Linked DNA regions of Mus musculus: all the other regions are linked to region 6. The links are chromatin contacts, called in public HiChIP or PLAC-seq and promoter capture Hi-C maps. All regions are on one chromosome and are shown on one strand. Each heading gives the region's core, a stretch centred on a gene start, on an enhancer-like site or on the middle of the called end of the contact. The rest is flanking DNA. Distances are from core to core; before and after follow the strand shown.

Evidence for each region. Promoter capture Hi-C pulls out the DNA fragments that hold promoters and counts their contacts. HiChIP or PLAC-seq counts read pairs in DNA pulled down with a chosen protein or histone mark.
Region 1: an H3K4me3 HiChIP or PLAC-seq map of bone marrow-derived macrophages shows a contact between it and region 6, with 2.9 times the contacts expected there. The contact joins the enhancer-like site here to the promoter of Rab11a in region 6. A contact is called at or near these places in 1 of 484 Hi-C or Micro-C datasets (bone marrow-derived macrophages), 5 of 115 datasets of contacts at active chromatin or transcription factors (bone marrow-derived macrophages, cardiomyocytes, epiblast stem cells and 2 more) and 1 of 9 other capture datasets (adipose tissue).
Region 2: a contact with region 6 is called in a promoter capture Hi-C map of second pharyngeal arch cranial neural crest, with 2.8 times the contacts expected there. The contact joins the promoter of Uchl4 here to the promoter of Rab11a in region 6. A contact is called at or near these places in 3 of 39 promoter capture datasets (cranial neural crest, frontonasal cranial neural crest and second pharyngeal arch cranial neural crest) and 4 of 115 datasets of contacts at active chromatin or transcription factors (T-cell acute lymphoblastic leukemia, embryonic basal ganglia, large pre-B cells and 1 more).
Region 3: a contact with region 6 is called in an H3K4me3 HiChIP or PLAC-seq map of forebrain, with 6 times the contacts expected there. The contact joins the promoter of Megf11 here to the promoter of Rab11a in region 6. A contact is called at or near these places in 10 of 39 promoter capture datasets (the C10 cell line, the HPC-7 cell line, cranial neural crest and 5 more), 2 of 15 datasets of contacts at CTCF or cohesin (embryonic stem cells and large pre-B cells), 2 of 484 Hi-C or Micro-C datasets (both in embryonic stem cells), 20 of 115 datasets of contacts at active chromatin or transcription factors (the 230-238 cell line, acute myeloid leukemia, bone marrow-derived macrophages and 11 more) and 4 of 9 other capture datasets (adipose tissue, embryonic stem cells, macrophages and 1 more).
Region 4: a contact with region 6 is called in a promoter capture Hi-C map of pre-B cells, with 2.0 times the contacts expected there. The contact joins the promoter of Igdcc4 here to the promoter of Rab11a in region 6. A contact is called at or near these places in 3 of 39 promoter capture datasets (hematopoietic stem and progenitor cells, liver and pre-B cells), 2 of 484 Hi-C or Micro-C datasets (embryonic stem cells and regulatory T cells) and 1 of 115 datasets of contacts at active chromatin or transcription factors (embryonic stem cells).
Region 5: a contact with region 6 is called in an H3K4me3 HiChIP or PLAC-seq map of embryonic stem cells, with 11 read pairs. The contact joins the promoter of Map2k1 here to the promoter of Rab11a in region 6. A contact is called at or near these places in 5 of 39 promoter capture datasets (the C10 cell line, HPC-7-derived erythroid cells, liver and 2 more), 3 of 484 Hi-C or Micro-C datasets (embryonic stem cells and muscle stem cells), 13 of 115 datasets of contacts at active chromatin or transcription factors (acute myeloid leukemia, astrocytes, bone marrow-derived macrophages and 10 more) and 1 of 9 other capture datasets (liver).

What each region holds. Positions count from the first base shown.
Region 1 is chr9:64,457,453-64,460,395 of GRCm38.p6, forward strand. The region is part of intron 1 of Megf11 (multiple EGF-like-domains 11); the gene reads left to right. Among named protein-coding and RNA genes, the nearest start is that of Megf11, 73 kb to the left of the region's middle. Within about 2 kb of position 1,504, at least 28 of the 459 cell types and tissues checked have an H3K27ac peak or open chromatin away from gene starts, as enhancers often do. A contact at or near this core is called in bone marrow-derived macrophages, where this site is marked.
Region 2 is chr9:64,233,869-64,236,588 of GRCm38.p6, forward strand. It overlaps Uchl4 (ubiquitin carboxyl-terminal esterase L4), which reads left to right and starts at 1,333. Exons shown (of 1, transcript NM_033607.1): 1 at 1,333-2,494. The coding sequence starts at 1,371. The coding sequence ends at 2,072. The region is part of intron 1 of Map2k1 (mitogen-activated protein kinase kinase 1); the gene reads right to left.
Region 3 is chr9:64,384,003-64,386,877 of GRCm38.p6, forward strand. Megf11 (multiple EGF-like-domains 11) reads left to right here and starts at 1,624. Exons shown (of 25, transcript NM_001134399.1): 1 at 1,624-1,826.
Region 4 is chr9:65,099,943-65,102,935 of GRCm38.p6, forward strand. Igdcc4 (immunoglobulin superfamily, DCC subclass, member 4) reads left to right here and starts at 1,544. Exons shown (of 20, transcript NM_020043.3): 1 at 1,544-1,656. The coding sequence starts at 1,593.
Region 5 is chr9:64,252,212-64,255,105 of GRCm38.p6, forward strand. Map2k1 (mitogen-activated protein kinase kinase 1) reads right to left here and starts at 1,394. Exons shown (of 11, transcript NM_008927.4): 1 at 1,002-1,394. The coding sequence starts at 1,081.
Region 6 is chr9:64,736,407-64,739,504 of GRCm38.p6, forward strand. Rab11a (RAB11A, member RAS oncogene family) reads right to left here and starts at 1,350. Exons shown (of 5, transcript NM_017382.5): 1 at 1,178-1,350. The coding sequence starts at 1,217. n-TQctg9 (a tRNA gene) reads left to right here and starts at 1,640; the gene lies at 1,640-1,711.

The DNA.
Region 1 (2,943 bases), core at 254-2,753, 280 kb before region 6:
GACATCAGATCCGGTGATGTCATCATTCCTGGAGCCCCAGAGTCCTAGTTGATAACCAAGGCTTTAACACAGGAGTCTTTGATGTGGGGTCTGATTTCAGATTCAAAGCACGCTACATCTGAAACCAGACAGAGCGCAGGGGTGGCACGCCGTACTCTGCCCTGTAGGGTGCTATTCCTCCTGGCAAGAGCTGGTTCAGGAGCCTGCTGGTGAAGCTGGGCAGAAAGTCCAAACGGGTGCCCATCGCCGGCTCTTGGCTCCCCTGTCCCTTCTCTTCTCTGTAGAAGAGGCTCCACTTACAGCTCCCCCAGGGCAGGGCCTGAGACACTTCCTGTGGCTGATAGATTGACCCTGTTTCAAGACATCCGGAGAGTGAAGTTCTGGAAATTAATTAGTGGTGGTTAGATGTTGGCTACCCAGAGGCTGCAGGAATTTATGGGGATTTTTGTTTCCTTTTTGTCATGGAATAAGTTAACAGCGTGTGTGTTGATTGATTTCCTGCTAAAATTCCTTTCTGTTTTTTTTTTTTTAAAGAAAGAAAGAAAAAATATTCTCAGAGTTTGGAGTCCCTTGATGCATTTTAATGAACTGCCCCCTGAGAGTCACTTTGTTTTCTCAGGGTCCCTTGCCCTCTCCCAGTCCCATCTGTTGGTGTCAACTCTGGGCCAGTTCCAGGGGTGAGCCAGGTACCTCTAGCTGAGACATTCAGGGAGACGTGGCTGTTAGGATCTACAGGAACAGGGCATACATCTGAAAGAGTGAGCTTGCCACCCAGTTATAATTCTCCAGCCCCTGCTTGCCTCAGCCAGGTCTTGAACTTGTTTTCCTGGCCTGTGCTGTTACCTCGGTCAGAGGTAGAGCCAAGAGTCCAGCTGGGAGATTCAGACAGAGCCTTGTGGCTAGGAACACTATGCAGGACTCTAAACAGCCCAGGGAGCACGCCTCACCAGAAGGTTCGGTTCCAAGCTGACCCGGATGAAACTCTCTGCCTGTTCTCTGACTCACAGCAGGAAAGGTACCCGCGTTGCTTTTGGGAGCTGATGATCTTTATTAGGGCTTCAGTAGAGGTGAAACAGGGGGCTAGTGAGGGGGGGACTCAAATCACAGCTGTTACTAATTTAAAATATGACATTCCTCTCATCCCACCCCCTGGAAGCCCAGGAGAGGACTTATTGAATATGTGACACGGGCAGAGAGAGATTACTGTGCAGATGGAGCAGAGAGAAGAGTGATTGCCCAGTGGCTGATGCAAGAGGGCCGGTCACCGCGGAATTAAACACACACAAAAATTCAGCGCAAAATAATTGTCTATACATTACAGACATGGCATATGGAAAGTTTCCAGCTTTTAAGAGCCGTGTGGAAGTTCTTGGTAACCCACTTAGATGCCTGGTTCCCACTGCCTTCTGCACTCCAGTTGAGCTGCCTGGCCACCACAGAAGTCCTTGGCTTTTAATTTAACCCTCTGTGGGCATCTTCCAGTCACACATCAGAACAATCTTGGGGAAGAGGAAGTGATCTCATGACCTCTGGGGTTTCTTTCTTTGTGTGCCCATGTAAGTGTACAGAGACCAAAGGACAACCTCTGGTGCTATTTCTCTTCAGGCGTCATACATTTTGTTTTATGAGGCAGGGTTTGTCTTAGTCAGGATTTCTATTCCTGTACAAAACATGACCAAGAAGCAAGTTGGGGAGGAAGGGGTTTACTCAGCTTACACTTCCATGTTGTTGTTCATCACCAAAGGAAGTCAGGACTGGAACTCAAGCAGGTCAGGAAGCAGGAGATGATGCAGAGGTCATGGAAGGATGTTACTTACTGGCTTGCTTCTCCTGGCTTCCTCAGCTTGCTCTCTTAGAGAACCCAAGACTATCAGTCCAGGGATGGCACCACCCACAATGGGCCCTCCTTCTTGATCACTAATTGAGAGAATGCCTTACAGCTGGATCTCATGGAGGCATTTTTTCATGGGAGGCTCCTTTCCCTGTGATAACTACAGTTTGTGTCAAGTTGACACACAAAACCAGCCCGTGCAGTCTTGTTGTCTATCCAGTGAGCTCCAGGGATCTGTCTGTCTCTGCCTCTCTATTACACCACGTCCTGCTACCTATGTGAAATCTGAGGATTGAACTTAGGTCCTTATGCATTTGTGGCAAGCACATTACTGACTGAGCCATTCCTGCAGCCTGGTCTCCAGGGTTTCTGAACTCCCTTTGGTCATGTCAATAAAGATGAGGAGTGTCACATGTTTTCTCTTCCCCCTTACCTCCAGGTATAGCATCCTTGAATGGCAGGCTGACCATGGGTAGCTCAGTTATGGAGGAAGGAGTGGTTGGCTTGGGGATGTGGATGCTCAGTGGGCCTTTCATCATTTAAAAGAATGTCTTCCTTCCAGTTCTGGATGACGAGGAACACTCTGTGTCTTTCCTAGGCTCTGGGGAACATTGACATGTCTAGAGCTGTTTCTCAGGGGGGCAGGAACTCCCAATATGCAGTTACTGTGTCTAGGTCACTTGGGAGCCCTCCATGGACCTATTTTAAAGTAAGAAGGCATTGGGGAAGCTAGAGGAAGCACTTTCCATCCACAAATCCAGTTTCTAGACCACTACTGTTGGAAAGGGCTTTTTGTGAGTGGAATTCTGGACCTGTACAGTTTAGGACAGTGGCTGCTAGTCCCAAGCAAGAACTGAACCCTTGGGTGTGACTGAGGATTTTTAAATTCAATTTGCCTTAACCAGTTTAGTTTTACAGAGTCATCTATGGCTATCTTGTAAAAAACAAGACAAAACAAAACAAAACAACAACAACAACAACAAAAAAAAACATGGTATTAAACTTTTGGGGTCTCTGGCCTCATCCTTCCGTTTGGGGAGACATGTCCCCAAGGTGATCACTTGCTCCACTGTAAGGTAGTTACAGGAAAAAAAAATTAACCGATGGTTTCT
Region 2 (2,720 bases), core at 83-2,582, 500 kb before region 6:
TTCAATTACAAAGTGCCTGGAAGGAAGGCAAAGAAGGAAGCAAAGGGATCCAAGGGCCGCTTCATATATTAAGCGTGGAATTCCTTTCCAACAAACATCTTTTATTTCCTTGGGGGAAGCCAACTCGGATATACCCTTTGAACTTGAGAGAAAAGCTTCAGAAGAAAGAATCTAGCAACAGAGAGACGGAGTGAAGCTGGAGGCACAGAAAAAAAAAAATCACTACTTCTAAATTCTACGGTTTGTGTTTTAAGGAAAGACAGAGGGCACGGGAGACTCCACTGTGCAGCCAGGCTAAGAGCCTGGATCAACTGTGTTCTTTGGTTGAATGAGTTGCCTCTTTTCTCATCCTTCATTTTGTCCTTTGCAAAGCAAAAGGGCAAGAATTAACTAAAGGACAAGATGGTTGACTTCTAGACCAGTACTCACAGACATTATACAATGACAGAAATAGTCTACATGTATGCTGCCCAAAACAGTTGCCACAGTGGCCAATAAGGCTTTTAAAGGTAACTAGTATGGCTGAGAAACTGGTATTTAAACTGTACTGAATTTTAGTTAATTTAGATATAAATAGCTATATGTGGGTAATGTCTAGTTTAGAAAAGTACAACACTACAAAATCCTCCTGCATTTTACACAGTGGGGTGGGGAATGATGTTAGCCGAGGCCTGACCTAGGCTCTAACCTAGATCCACAGCTTACCAGTTATACAACCCTATGAAACTACTAAGCTTCCCTGAGCTTCACATCGCCAACTGGTACAATGGACTCTGGTAACCGTTCTTGTAGAATATCCGTGACTACAGAGACCAGAAAGCCCTCAGTGAATGCCAGCTGTTTCTCCAGTTCCTCTTTAGTCTTTGGACTCCATCCTACTAGTCTTCTTGCACACATCCATTTTTATTACCTTGAAGACTAAAGCAAGCCTTAGTCCCCATGGGCAGCCCTGTCTATCAGGAAAGCAACTTGCCCAGGAGTTGTCTCAGGTCCCCAGCAGTGGGCAAGCCTCTGGTGATGGAAGGGTCGGTGCCTCCGGAACCACTGATTTCCGCTCACCCTCCATCCCCTCTGCCTCACATGATCACCAGCAATTTACACTCCTCCTGTGACTGGAGAGCAAGCTGAAACATAACTCACCAAAACACCTGTCACTTGTTTCTGGTACTTTTCCAACTCTTTCCCCTTATCTTTCCCTGCTAAAGATGGTAAGGCTTTTTAATATGAAAATGGCTTAGATTTTTTTTTTTAATTACCACACTCAGAAATAGGGATGCAACAAATTCCATTTATGGTTAACCCAGGAGTTATTTAGTTACCAATATTAAACAAGGCAAGGTCAGAGCTGGAGAGAGGCCGACGGAGCAGTCATGGAGGGTCAACGCTGGCTGCCACTGGAGGCCAACCCTGAGGTCACCAACCAGTTTCTCAAGCAATTAGGCCTGCATCCTAACTGGCAGTTTGTTGATGTGTACGGGATGGAGTCTGAACTTCTTAGCATCATACCAAGACCAGTGTGCGCAGTGTTACTCCTCTTCCCTATCACAGAAAAGTATGAAGTCTTCAGAACAGAAGAGGAAGAAAAGATAAAATCTCAAGGACAAGATGTGACATCATCAGTATATTTTATGAAACAAACCATCAGCAATGCCTGTGGAACGATTGGAACGATTGGACTAATCCATGCCATTGCAAACAACAAAGACAAGGTGCACTTTGAATCAGGGTCAACATTGAAAAAGTTCCTGGAGGAGTCTGTATCAATGAGCCCTGAAGAGAGAGCCAAATACCTGGAGAACTATGACGCTATTCGAGTTACTCATGAAACCAGTGCACATGAAGGTCAGACTGAGGCACCAAGTATAGATGAAAAAGTAGATCTTCATTTTATTGCGTTAGTACATGTAGATGGGCATCTCTATGAATTAGATGGATGGAAACCATTTCCAATTAACCATGGGAAAACTAGCGATGAGACGTTGTTAGAGGATGTCATAAAAGTTTGCAAGAAGTTCATGGAACGTGACCCTGATGAGTTAAGATTTAATGCAATTGCTCTCTCGGCAGCATAGCATCTTGACAGAAACACCAAATACTGTATTATTTGCAACAAAAGTTAAATTTCTGATGCCATAACTAACTCAAAATTTTTAATATTTTCATTAACTTGACTAATTAAACTTTATGTGGAAACAAACAAACAAACAAACAAGGCAAAAGAAACTGTTGTAGAAGGAATGTTCTAGTACAAGAATAGCCCAGCAGTGGTGGTGTATACCTTTAATCCCAGTACTCAGGAGACAGAGGCAGGTGGCTCTCCAAGTTCTAGACTAGCCTGGTCTACAAAGCAAGTTCCAGGACAGCCAGCGCTGCATAGAGAAATCCTATCTCGAAAAACAAAAAATAAACAACAACAACAAACAAACAAAAAAGAATAATAATCTGCCAAAGTCTCTATGTTAATATACTATGATACGAAGCCCGGTCTTTCCTGAAACGTAGGCCTCGCCGTCCTTGGGGAAAGCAGCTTTCCTTGCCTTCAATGACTACATTTTTTAGTTTTACTTTTGTTACATTTATGTGTCTGTGGGTACACATGTGCCACTGAGCAAGAGTCAGGTCTCACCTTCCACCATGTGGCTCCCAGGGGCATCAGCAGGCAGGTGGCTTGAATTGCTAAGGCATCTTGGCAGCCCTCAGTGACCATGGTTTATCAGTAG
Region 3 (2,875 bases), core at 374-2,873, 350 kb before region 6:
TTACAAACAGGGAAACTGAAGCTAGAGGGACTCAGTGATCTTTCTAATGTCACAGTGAGTGGAGCTGGCTTCCCAGTGTGAGACTCACACCCCCTAGGGCTATGAAGTTGGGAACTTTTTCCAATGTCAGATTTGGTCTCCTCACTGCCAGATGGGGAACTTCATATATCACTAGATGGTTGGTCCTGCAAAGGAGGGGCTAGAGCACTAGAGAAGGCAGGAAGCTCCTGGGGTGCAGAATTTAAGGAGGGACTCACTCTGGCGGGTGAGTGACCCGGGTGTTTGCTAAGTGCTTCACCCGGTTTCAAGCTCTACTTTTATGTTGTGAACAAGAGGCTCTGCCATCTGTTGTCCGTTTAGTTTGACATTCCAAGGTAAGGAACTGCTGGGGAGGTTGGTTTGGAGTTTTGGGACCTGAAACCCCAATGCAGAAAGATCTCATCTGCTCACACCATTCCTGCAGAAGCCTAGCACTTACTGGATGAACCTGGTCTGGTGCTTGCAGAGCAGGGCTGCCTGTTGTGGGCCAATGGGAAGAGGGCTTCTTCTTATTTCTCCAAACCCCACTGGGCTGAAATGGACAGATGACAGGGAGTACACTCCTGGGGAAAGAGCTGGATCCTCAGGCTGCACGGGAGCCTGGGTCGAGTGGCTTGTCCCAAAGCCACAGACAATCTGCCTGTTCTAGTGGCAAAATTCTCCCTCCGGGTGCAGGACACCTTTCCCAAGTGTGGGACCCCACCTCACTTCAAGGGAAGGAAACACCCCACCACCCCCACCTCTGGCAAACAGGGAAGCAGGAGTGAGCCCCTCATATCTTGGAAAGGAGTAGGGGTGACCAGCAGGTGTTCCCACCACCTGGCTAGGACCCACTTACAAGCACACGAGGTGTAGTCTAAAGTGTCACCTGACTGAAGACTTCCAGGTGGCTCTGGGTGCAGTGCCAGGCCTCTGACACCCTATCATTAACATGCACCCTCCTCTGCCCCCCCCCACCCCCCATCTCATCCCCTGTTCGAAGACCTTGAAGTCTACAAGAAGCCCCGCTGGTTTAAGTCCAGCCTTTGGAGTTGACCACAGCAGTCCAGCCTTTGGAGTTGACCACAGCATGGCAAGTTCTTACTCTGGGGCCTGGCTGTCTGCACTTTACCTGGTGCAGCTCAGCTTGTTCTGCACACTGAGTTCTTTGCTTTTCTAGCTTTCCCTGGGTATCTATCTGTACTCAGCTTGTTAAAAGCTCAGTTTGGGGCATATTCCTGGTCCCCTTCCATCCTGGGCTAGCTTCGCCAGCCAGAGCTTCTACAAAGAACAGGTGCAGAGGCCACGCTAATCGGTCGGTCAGAAGGAAAAAAAAAAGGGGGGGGGGAGGGAGAAGGGAGTCGCGAGGGGTTAAAAGGAAGAGATACAGAAAAGAGAGAGCGGGGGAAAAACGGTAAAAGAACGATAACGGGTGGATGCAGAGTAGGGAAGTGAGAAGAGAACAGAGGGAATTAAAGAAGGCAACCGGCAGAGAGAAAGCTAGGAAAAAGAGCGAGGGAATGCGCGCGATCGCAGGGTCTGAAAAGAGGTGGGAGGGAGAGGGAGAGCGGAGGGAGGAGGGAAGAGGGAGGGGCCGAGGGACGCAGGGGGGTGGGGGCTGCCGTGGCAGCAGTCGCAGCGGCTCCAGCCTCCTGCTTGCTCACTCGTTCTCAGTGCCCGGAGCCGGCTGCCCGGCTCGGGGCGGTTCGCAGCTCCCTCTCCTGCCTGGGGACCTGAAGCCGCTCCGGCTCCGGGGTATAGGACCGCGCGACTGGCTGGCCCAAGCCCGGGGCGCGCCACGGAAGCAGGTAGATGGTTGGGTGGGGTCCGCGGGGACCCGGAGCCTCGGAGCACTGTGGGTGCATTGGGTCGGGGTGTGGGTTCCAGTTCAGGGGAGGGGGCTTTGCAGCGTCGCGACTAACTTTCCACCAGCTCCGTGGGTCCTCCGTGGCCAGGTCCCGGCTCTAGAAGGCGAGTTTGGCGAGGGGCAGAAGGTGGATGGCTGGGCTTGCGGGAGCGCCCGGGGGTCTATGCGAGACGTAGAGAGCCTCGGCTGGGCCAGGCGCGCGTCCTCTGGCCGCAGTCAGGACGCAGCGGCCGCCGCGTCTCCACGTGCGGGGGAAGACCCGAGAGTCGCGGTGCGGGTGTCCGGAAGAAGGAACCTGCCAGCTCTGCGCGAATCTGGGGTCTCCCGGCCGAGAGCCATTCTAGATGTGCGGGACCTTCGCCCCGCACCGCGTCCTTCCGACCCGGGTCCCGACGCAGAGCTGCGGGGCCGCGCGCAGGTCCCCGCGGAGCCCAAGCCCAGCCGGTGCCACGCGCAACGTGGACTCACTCTCTTTTTTTCCTCCTGATCCTGTCTACCCACTTTCACTGAGGGAATCCCGGACGCCCTGCAGTCCTGCGGGTCGCCCCTGGCTACATACCTCCGACCCTCGGCGGAGACCCCAACACCCAAAGTTAAAAGAGAAGCGAGTCCCTCTTCCTGCGCTCGTGGGCGGCTGTCCCGAACTTCCTAACTTCTCTCCCAAACGCGGGCGGTAGTGTTGTAGCTGGGCACACAGTGGTCCTGGTGGCAGCCCTGCGCAGGCACCTTCCCCTAAGACTTGATTTAGTCTTTTAATTTTTAGGAGGAAAAAAAAAAGACTTGAAAAATAGGTAAAACCGTTCCTTCCCGGGACCAAGGTTGCGAGTGGGACGGAGTCACGATCGGTCTGTAGTCTGGGAGCTCTGGGTCTCCGCCTGGCGGGCCCCAGAGCCCTCGAACCCCAGATGCTTTTTCCTGGAACTGCCTCCCACGCTCCATCCCACTGTCGTCGCGTCTCAGAATCCGTCCCCGTGAGTGCCTGCTGCGAGG
Region 4 (2,993 bases), core at 294-2,793, 360 kb after region 6:
CGCTATCATTAACAGGGCCTGGGGGTGCATACTGGTCATCCCAGCACTCCAGAGGCAGAGGCCAGAGGATCAAAGGCTCAAGGACATCTTTGACTACATAATGGGTTTGAGGGTACAGGAACTTCTTCCTCCCCAAAAGGGATAGAACTTACTGGCAGCATGTGAGCCGGAATGGAAATGATTCTAAATCATGGGGATGCCAATGGATACAAGAAAAGGAAGAATGTAGCATTTTTCCTTTAAAAAAAAATTTTTTTTTATGTGTATGTGTGTACTTGCATGAGTTTATGTGCACCATGTGCAGGAAAGTGCCTACAAAGCCCAGAAGAGGGCATCAGATTCATTGGAAATGGAATTACAGATGGTTATGGCTGTCATATGGGTGCTGGGAGCAGAACCCAGGTCCTTTGTTAGGGCAGGAAGCACTCTAGCCACTGGGCCACCTCTCTAGCCTCAAAATCCGGATATATATATATAATTTTTATTTATTTTAAATTGTATCTAATTGTGTGTCTGCTTGTAGGTGCAGATGCCACAGAGCCCAGTGGTATCAGACCTCCTGGAGCTAGAGTTACAGACTGATGTGAGTCGCCTGGGTGGGTACCGGAACCAAATCTAGGTCCTCTGCAAATGCAATAAGCACTCTAACCGCTGAGCCATCTCTCCCATCACAAACGCATCATTTTAAATAGACGTTTAGTATGTTTTTCTCTCCCCAACCCAACCTGACATTTGATTCCCCCAGCTTTAGACACACTGAGGCAACTAACCTGGCCAGCTCAGTTGGAAAAGAGGCAGTTCTGAAAAAGAGAGTGGACCGGTGGAGGCTCAACACCATTAGCAGGCCCTGCACCTGCTGCTTTAAGCCTCCTGTCCTTAGGGAGTCCCCACTACAAACCCAAATATTCCCAGTATGCAGGTATGTAAAATGGTGGTAAGCAAGTCTTCGTTGTCCCTCACAGAGGTGGAACACAGTACAGACTGGGTTGGCTACTGAGGAGGAAGGAAGGAAGCCAAGAGAATCCCTCAGCTTGGCATGGAAGAGGTAGCGGGGACAAGGAATTGTAGTGTCCTCAGAGAGTCTGTTGGTGCAGCCTGTGGAGAGGCTAAACAGGATTCAGGTCAGGCTGTGAGTTGGAAAAGGACAGGTCTCAGTGAACTGAGCCTGGAACAGAGGTGGAGGCGACCCTGAAGGTAGAGTCATGGTAGGGTTAGGGAACAGAGATCCAGAGGCTCAGGTAAAAAGATGAACAGAAAGGAGCCTGAGGTGACCCGAGGAGCGGGAGGCTCCCGCGTGCTGAGTGAGCCGCAGGAGCAGGCTGGTGGCGCGCGGGCGCGTGTCCCCTGTGGTGCAGGGTGGCCACACTGGCGGGGCGCCCCCGCGTGGGCCGCTAGCCCAAGATGGCGATGGAGGGGCGGGCGAGCTGGCCGCGGCCCCGGCCCCCGCGCCGGCCCCCGCTCGGGCCCCGGCCCCGGAGGCCGCGCCCCCGCCCGCGGCGCCGCGCCTCCCGGAGCCACTGACGCCCGGCGCGCCCTCCCCCGGCGGCGGCCCAGGCGCCCGGACGCGGCGGCAGCGGCCCGAGCCCGGCCCTATGGCGCGGGCGGACACGGGCCGCGGGCTCCTGGTGCTGACCTTCTGCCTGCTGTCCGCGCGCGGTAAGGGCCCGGGTGGCCGCAGTCGCGAGTGGGCGTCCCCGGCGCCCGCGATGCTTGCGCGCCGGGGGCTGTGGGGACTTGCCCCCAGGGGGTGTGTGTCCTTGCTGTGCACAGCCTGGCACCGTGCGTGTCCCCCTGCGCGTGGCCCTTGTGCATGTGAGGTTTGCATGTGTGTGTCCTGCGGGGGTGGGGGTGTCCTGCGGGGGAACGTGTCCACAGCGCGTGCCTAAGGCGCCGGGTAGCATCGCCAGCGCGCGGGTGGCTGCAAGCGGGACATGATTCTGCCCTGCCCGCAAGCGTCTCGCGGTCGCGAGTGTGCCTGAGAGAGCGGGCGGGGAGGGAGTGTACACTTACACCTCCATTTGTGTCGGGTGCGTGTGTAACTGGATGGGACTGAGCTAATATTTGGCCTTGGCTTTTGGGGAGTGTCCTTGCTCTTGATGGGGGCGGCGGTGAGAAAAACCACACTCAACTTTGCCCAATGGGTGTGGCCCCTGGGGCCAGCTAGGGAGGTTGGGGGAATGTGGAGGTGTTGTGGACCCAAACCCAGGGTTCGGAGTGGGGCTGGGGGAAGGGCAGGAAACCAGTTGCTTTGCCGAACGCGTCCAACACTCGCTCTCTGGATGGGACGCGTGTCACTCCTGCCCCACCCCCAAGGGCGGACCAGGGAAGCGTGGACGAGATCAGCAAGGCCCCCTCCAGTGCCCAGGTCCTAGTGTTGGGTAGGGTCAAGGGTAAGGATCACAACTGTCCACACCAAAGAAAGGACTGGGGGCGGGGGGAGACGAAGTGTCCAAGTGTGTATGCCAAAGCTGTTTTTACCACCCCCGGCCCTCTCACTCTCAGTGGGGTGTGCGTTTGGGGGACAGCCCAAAGGAGGTTAGGTGGTAGGGCCTGGAGGGGGATGGGCTGCCCGCTTTGTTCGATTACTTCTTGCCTTCCCTGCCGAGGGGGGAGTTAAGGATGTGTCCGGGGCGAGTCGGGGAGGGACTTGGCAGTGGGGGTGGGGAGGGGGATTTTTCTCCAGCTGCTGCGGCTTTCCAGAGAGACTGGGCCAGGCCACGTGGGAGGGAGACAGGGAGGGAGGCGGGGGGTGGTGGAAAGGAGCCTCCGCTGGGCCAACCCCAGGCCCATCTCCAGGAAAACAGCGGGTGGGAGAGTGCTGGAAACAGCTCGGACCCTTGCTCTCCCCGCAAGACACGCCCCTTTCCCTCCGAGACCCTGAACCCGGCTGGGAGCCCATAGAAGCTCGGTGCGTGGGGCTGGGCCGCAGAAGCGGGAGGGCCCGGAGTTGTCAGGTGAACGCGGCGCCAGGGAAATGTCAGAGAGGTGTCTTG
Region 5 (2,894 bases), core at 144-2,643, 480 kb before region 6:
GTTTGAAGCAAGTCTTAATAATCTGGCTATGCTCACACAAATCCACCACTACCAGCCCTGCCATTGATACTACTGCAGGTATCAATGACAGTAACCATACCAACAGGTCCTGAGTTATTAAAATCTAGGGAAAGGAGGGAGGGGGGTTACAATAATCTCCAAAGGACAGAATGCCTGAAGCTACTTTCATTTTATCAGATACCTCTCAAGTCTCCTGACCTCAGGGAAAGATGAAGAAGAAACCCAACAGGTGGGCTCAGAAACCCACCTTATGAAATAAACTCTTATCTGTCTGTAAGCAACACTGGCCCCTGCAGATACCGAGCAACCTTTGGCTTTGTTTCCCTGGTCATCGTTCTTATGCCTCAAGTCAATTTCCGGCTCCCGGTCAACTAAGCAAAGCTGGGAGAATAACCGGTGAGGGGATGAACTGTTGCATGAACGGACAGATGAAGAGAGACTCCTCCCTCGAGCAAGGTACTTCTCAAGAAAAAGGCCACGGATGAGGGAGTCCCCAAAGTGAACCAGGGAAAAGCCATGGGGAAATCTGTGAACACACGCCCCCGCTGGCCAGGCGATCAACCGGCCACAAGGCCCCACAGGTGTCAGGCACCAAAAGTAAATGGGGCTCACCCATCCCAAGTCCACACTCAGACCCCGAGGAGGTCTCAAAGGTTAATGAGAAGCGACCTGAATTTGCTCTGCGTCTTGTTACAGGCCAGAATCCCAGAGTATGCCCTTTAGGCAATAGCTAGGGGGGGACGCATTAGGTTTCGTTTTCTTGGGCGAAGATTGATGTCGGTGGCCAGGGACGACAGACACTGTTGGGAAAGAGGGGGATCGGGACTTGTAGGGTGCACGGTCGATGTGAGTCAGGCACCCAATCAGTGCTTAGTCACTGATAGCCCGGCGGCCGGAGTTCCTCGCCCCCCGCCAGCCGGGCCGTACGTGACGAAGCCTCGCCTGGCGGTGGCGGCCTCCCGGCCACTCCCGGTACTCACTCGGCCGAGCTGGTCCCGTTAACCGCCGAGCCATCGGGGGCCGGGTTCAGCTGGATGGGCGTCGGCTTCTTCTTGGGCATCTTGCAGCCGGGAAAGAGCCTGCAACTCAGCAGGGAGCGCGCGGCCGCTTCTCGCTTCCTCCCTCGGCTCTGCCCAGAGTCGGGGCGGCTCGATCAACGCCGCGCTCCTGGGACCCTCCGCCCAACCCACGCGGAGAACCAGCTGCGCGCGCTCGCCGGCCGGGAACTCTCGCCTCAGCACACCGGTTCCTCGGGCTCGGACGGCTCCCTGCGCACTACCCACAGCTCAGCTACAGCCCCAGCTTGGAGAAAGTGCGGCCACCGCTGCTCCGGCGCTCCGAGACGCCGCGCACAGACGTCCCAGTGAGGGACTGGAGGGTGAGGGAGGGGCGGGGAAACGAGCAGGCCCCGCCCCCACGGGGGCTGCAGCGCTTCCCTCACGCCCGCCTGACTCCGCCCCCGTCGCTTCGCCGACAGCCAATGGGGACTAGCCTCAGAGGCAGATGACGCGGAAATACGTCACGGGAGGCGCGGCGCATTGGCTTGGGGCGGAGTTAAAGGGAGGCTTTCCGGGCGCCCTCTGCTGACCAGCGGTATCCAGGTGGCTGCTGTACGAGGTTCTTGCACGCAGGTCATCTTGCCTTTGAGTGGGGCTGCTTGGCCTATTTATCTCAACTCTTCTCCTCCCTTGGGCTGGGTCATTTTGACCCAGACAAAAGTACAAAATAAATAAGAAAAGGACCCCTTTTCGTGTCCTGAGGCCAAGCGGAATTGAGTAAGAGCAAACTAAATTGAACAAAAGCCAGGAGTGCACATTTTTAATTCCAGTACAAGAGGCAGAGGCAGGCTGATGTGTACGCATTCGAAGCCAGCTTGGTCTACACAGCCAGGGATACATTGTGAGACCCAGTCTCAAAATAAAAGAAAACTTGTCAAGAGACTCCTTAAACTAAACTGACATGATTTTTCTATTTTAATTCTACTAAAATGGAGGTACACAGCTGAGAACTCCGTGCTGCAGAGGTGGTAAATTAGTGAAGCCTATTTTGAGAGCAGATTGAAGTCTAATTAATGGGGTCAGCCGACCTAAATGTATCCAATCTCATATCCTCTTTTTCGTTTTCTAAGCCTTTTGGCAAAGTCAAGTTTGGAGTAGCCTGGACAGCTAGCGCAGAAGTTGAGGGTGTTTCTTGCTTTAACAGGACTCTAGTTGGGTTCCCTGCATTCGTGTTTGGGCAGCTCACAACCACCTGTAACTTCCAGCTGTAGTGGATACCATGCCTCTGGCCTCTGAGGGTACATGTACTCTTGTGTACATACCCAAACACACACAAACATCATTAAAAATAAAGTCAGGCACACACTTTTAATCCCAGCACTCGGTAGGCAGAAACAGGTGGAAATCCCTAGTTGGAGACTAACCTGGTCTACAGAGTGAGTTCCAAGACAGCCAGGACTACACAGAGAAACCCTGTCGTGAAAAACTAAAATGGCTGATGAGATGGCTCAGTGGGTAAGAGCACCCGACTGCTCTTCCAAAGGTCCTGAGTTCAAATCCCAGCAACCACATGGTGGCTCATAACCATCTGTAACGAGATCTGACTCCCTCTTCTGGAGTATCTGAAGACAGCTACAGTGTACTTACATATAATAAATGAATAATCTTAAAAAAAAGAAAAATTAAAATGATGATAATAATAAATCAGATAAATCTTTTTTTTTTAATCACCAGGACATAAATAGGTATTGAGGGGCATGCACTGACCAAACGGAGGCAGGAGGATCAGAAGGCTACCTAGCAAGTTCCTCCTCTACCTAGCAAGTTTCAGACCTAACCTGGGCCACATGAGACACTGTCTATCTTGCCCACCCC
Region 6 (3,098 bases), core at 100-2,599:
AGCAGAGCAAGGCTACGAAAGTGAGAGCGCATTCATGAACAAAAAAAGCGTTCACTGTACTCTCTCGTCACTGAGAACTGTATCCTTTCACTTCAGCTTCTTCGCGGACTCAACCCATAAGCAAGTCTCTATTTACATTCTTCCCTGTTCTGTCCACCGGCTCCACATTTCCCCCCATCCTGTAATAAATTCTTGATTTCACTAAAAGGGCACGCTAGCACTATAACCCTCTCTCACTGTTTGGGAAAGGTATGTGACCAACCAGGGTTCTTCCCTTCCTGTCGGATCCTCCCAGTATTGCAGCAGGAAGCAACCAGTCCACAGTGATAAGCTCGCTAGTATTTGTGCAGCGCACAACCTTTCCTGTTCGGGAACTGGGCCTTCAGGTCTGGCAGGGATAACAGCCACCACCCATCCGCAGCCCCTTCTCGAAAGCCAAGTAAAAGGAGTTATCCCGGTCTGGTTGTAGCTAGGCAGGGACAGAGATGAAAAGGGGGGGAAAAAAAAAAAAAAAGAAAAACGCGAGGTGGGAAGTCATCTGCTTGCCTGGACACTGCGACAAGTGCATGAACGCCAGGAGTGATGGACAGCCCCTCTTGCCCTCCCCTTCTCTCCCTCCCACCAGCCAGGTCGCTCCGGAGTGCTAAACATTAGTTGCCCGTCTGTGGGGAGGGAGGGGACAGTCCGCGGGTACTGACCTCGAGGTCTGCGGGGATGGGGGTGGGGGCCCGGGGACGGGCGAATCTGGCCGAAGCCCAGGAAAAGGCTCACGAGGAGGGAAGGGAAGAAAAGGGAAACGAACAGAAAAGAGAAAAAGCAACACCCCCGCCCCCCGAGCCAGTGGGTGTCCCGATATGGGTGCTCAGCCCAGGCAGGGGCCTGTCAGAGGGGGGACGTGAGACGAGCAGCAGCATCCAAGAGGAGGGGCTCGAGACGCCCAGGGAAGGAACTGCACGGCCGTGAGGGACGCAGCCATCGGGGAGGACATACAGAGAGGGGCGCCGCGGCTCGTCAGGCCTCCCAAGGGCGCGGGAACCCGGACGAGCGGCGGGACCCCCGACGGGGCGGCAGGAAGGAAGCGCCGAGGCGGACTCCGACCAGGGCAGGGCTGGCCCTGCGCGGGTCCCCCGGGAGTGTCTCGGGCCCCAAATGGGCTCTCGCTGGCCCACGGCCTCACCTTTAAAGAGGTAGTCGTACTCGTCGTCGCGGGTGCCCATGGCGCGGCCGAGGAGCTGAGGGGCGGGAGCGGCGGTGGCAACGGCGGCGGGACCAGGGGGCGTCGCTGCAGGGGTAACCCGAGCGAGCGAGGAGCTTCAGCTGCCGGACCCGGTGACGAGCCCCGCCCTGTATGCGTCACTTCCGGAAGGCCCCAGCCCCTCGCAGAAAGTACTTCCGGAGAGATGGCACCCCGCCCATAAGCTAGGCAGGGTGGAATGCGCAGGAGTGGACACCACATTCTCACCCGGCTTTGGGAAGGCATACAGGAAAAACAATCCTAAAATGGTCCTTGGAGCCTTTGGCTTGTTCTTCTCCCCAATCATTCAGAGAAGCGAAGTGTAAATCTTTTAGTATCTGGCTTCCGGTTGGGGGCGGAGTTTTGTCAGCATTAGAGACCCGAAGGCACTGCTGCCTCCGTGCTGGTTCCATGGTGTAATGGTTAGCACTCTGGACTCTGAATCCAGCGATCCGAGTTCAAATCTCGGTGGAACCTGCTCCCTTTTCTTCATACTTTTAACTCATATTGATTGTATTCTTTAGCTCATATTGAATAATAGAATAACCTTGTTATATCTGCTCTTGGATTGAACCACAGGTAGCCTTTACCTATGAAGACTACACTAATCAATCTTGTCAATTCAGTAGTATCTGATCTTCATGGAGACCTATTGAACTCTTTGGTTTTTCTTAGCCTTGGAGAAAGTTTGTTACTTGATTCCTTTTGCTGGAATTTTATACCCTCAGCTTCAGTTAAGGATAGGCACTCCTCACCCACTCAATCTCTCCACAAATCTATTGCACTATCTCCAGATGTCATTAAGAGAACTTCGCCCACCCTTTCTCATAAAGATTCAAGATCTTGAGTCCTATTTTCTGGCCTTCGAGCTAAGCCCGATTAAATAAATTTTAACACAAGAAGAATGGCAATTCCCATGTTAGCAAATATCAGTGTTAAGACTCAAGAAATTTGCCACAGCATCTCCTAATAATTTTGTTCTTGTTGTTTGAGGTGGTTTCACTCCCCCTCTGTACCCCAGAATATAGCTCAGGCTGGCCCTGCTGTCCTCCTCTGCCCCTTCCCACCTCCACCTCCGTCCACACAGAGGCATAGTCATCTAATAATTCCTGGGAAACAGATGTTTGTCATTCAGCCTACAGATGGAATTCAAATTGCTAATCAACTGACCTTAAGCAGAGATGTTATTTTTTTATTATCTGAATAAGCTCAGGGTTGTCCTTAAGGTCTTTCCAAAGTTGGAAGGAGGATTGTCAGCAGGGACGAGATGTTCTTCCAGACAGCCACCAGCAAGTCTGAGGAGTTCCCTTATCTATTAGGGACCTGGATTCGGAGAAAAACTGATTCTTGACTTTGCTGCAGCAAAACATTTCAGGATGAACCAATATGTGAGACAATCAGACTTTATTAGAAGAGATTTTTAATATAGATTCTAAGCTATATACTTAAGAGGAAGTGAGGGTCTCAGAAAGAAAGGTGTGGCCAAGAACATGTCTGGGAGTGCCTCAGAGAGGACTAGAGTTTCTGAGGAATCCAAGATCACAGGGCGGCTCCTACTTGGTGAGTAGAAACTTAACTGATGGGGTAACATCCAAGGTCACAAAGAAAGGTTGCAGGGGAACCTGGGGTGTTTTTCCTGTAAGCAAAGCTCTAGCCTTGTTTATGAGATGGGGAAAAGGGTGGCCACACTTAACCATCAAGGCTTCGTCCTTAAGGATAGTTCATTGCTGTTTTAACACTCTCTCTGATACATGTCATGTTTTAAAGGCTGTCACTAGGCCAGGTGTGGTTACACATGCTTTAAATCCTACTTGGGAGGAAGAGGTAAATGCCTCTGTGAGTTCAAGGCCAGCCAGGGTTACAA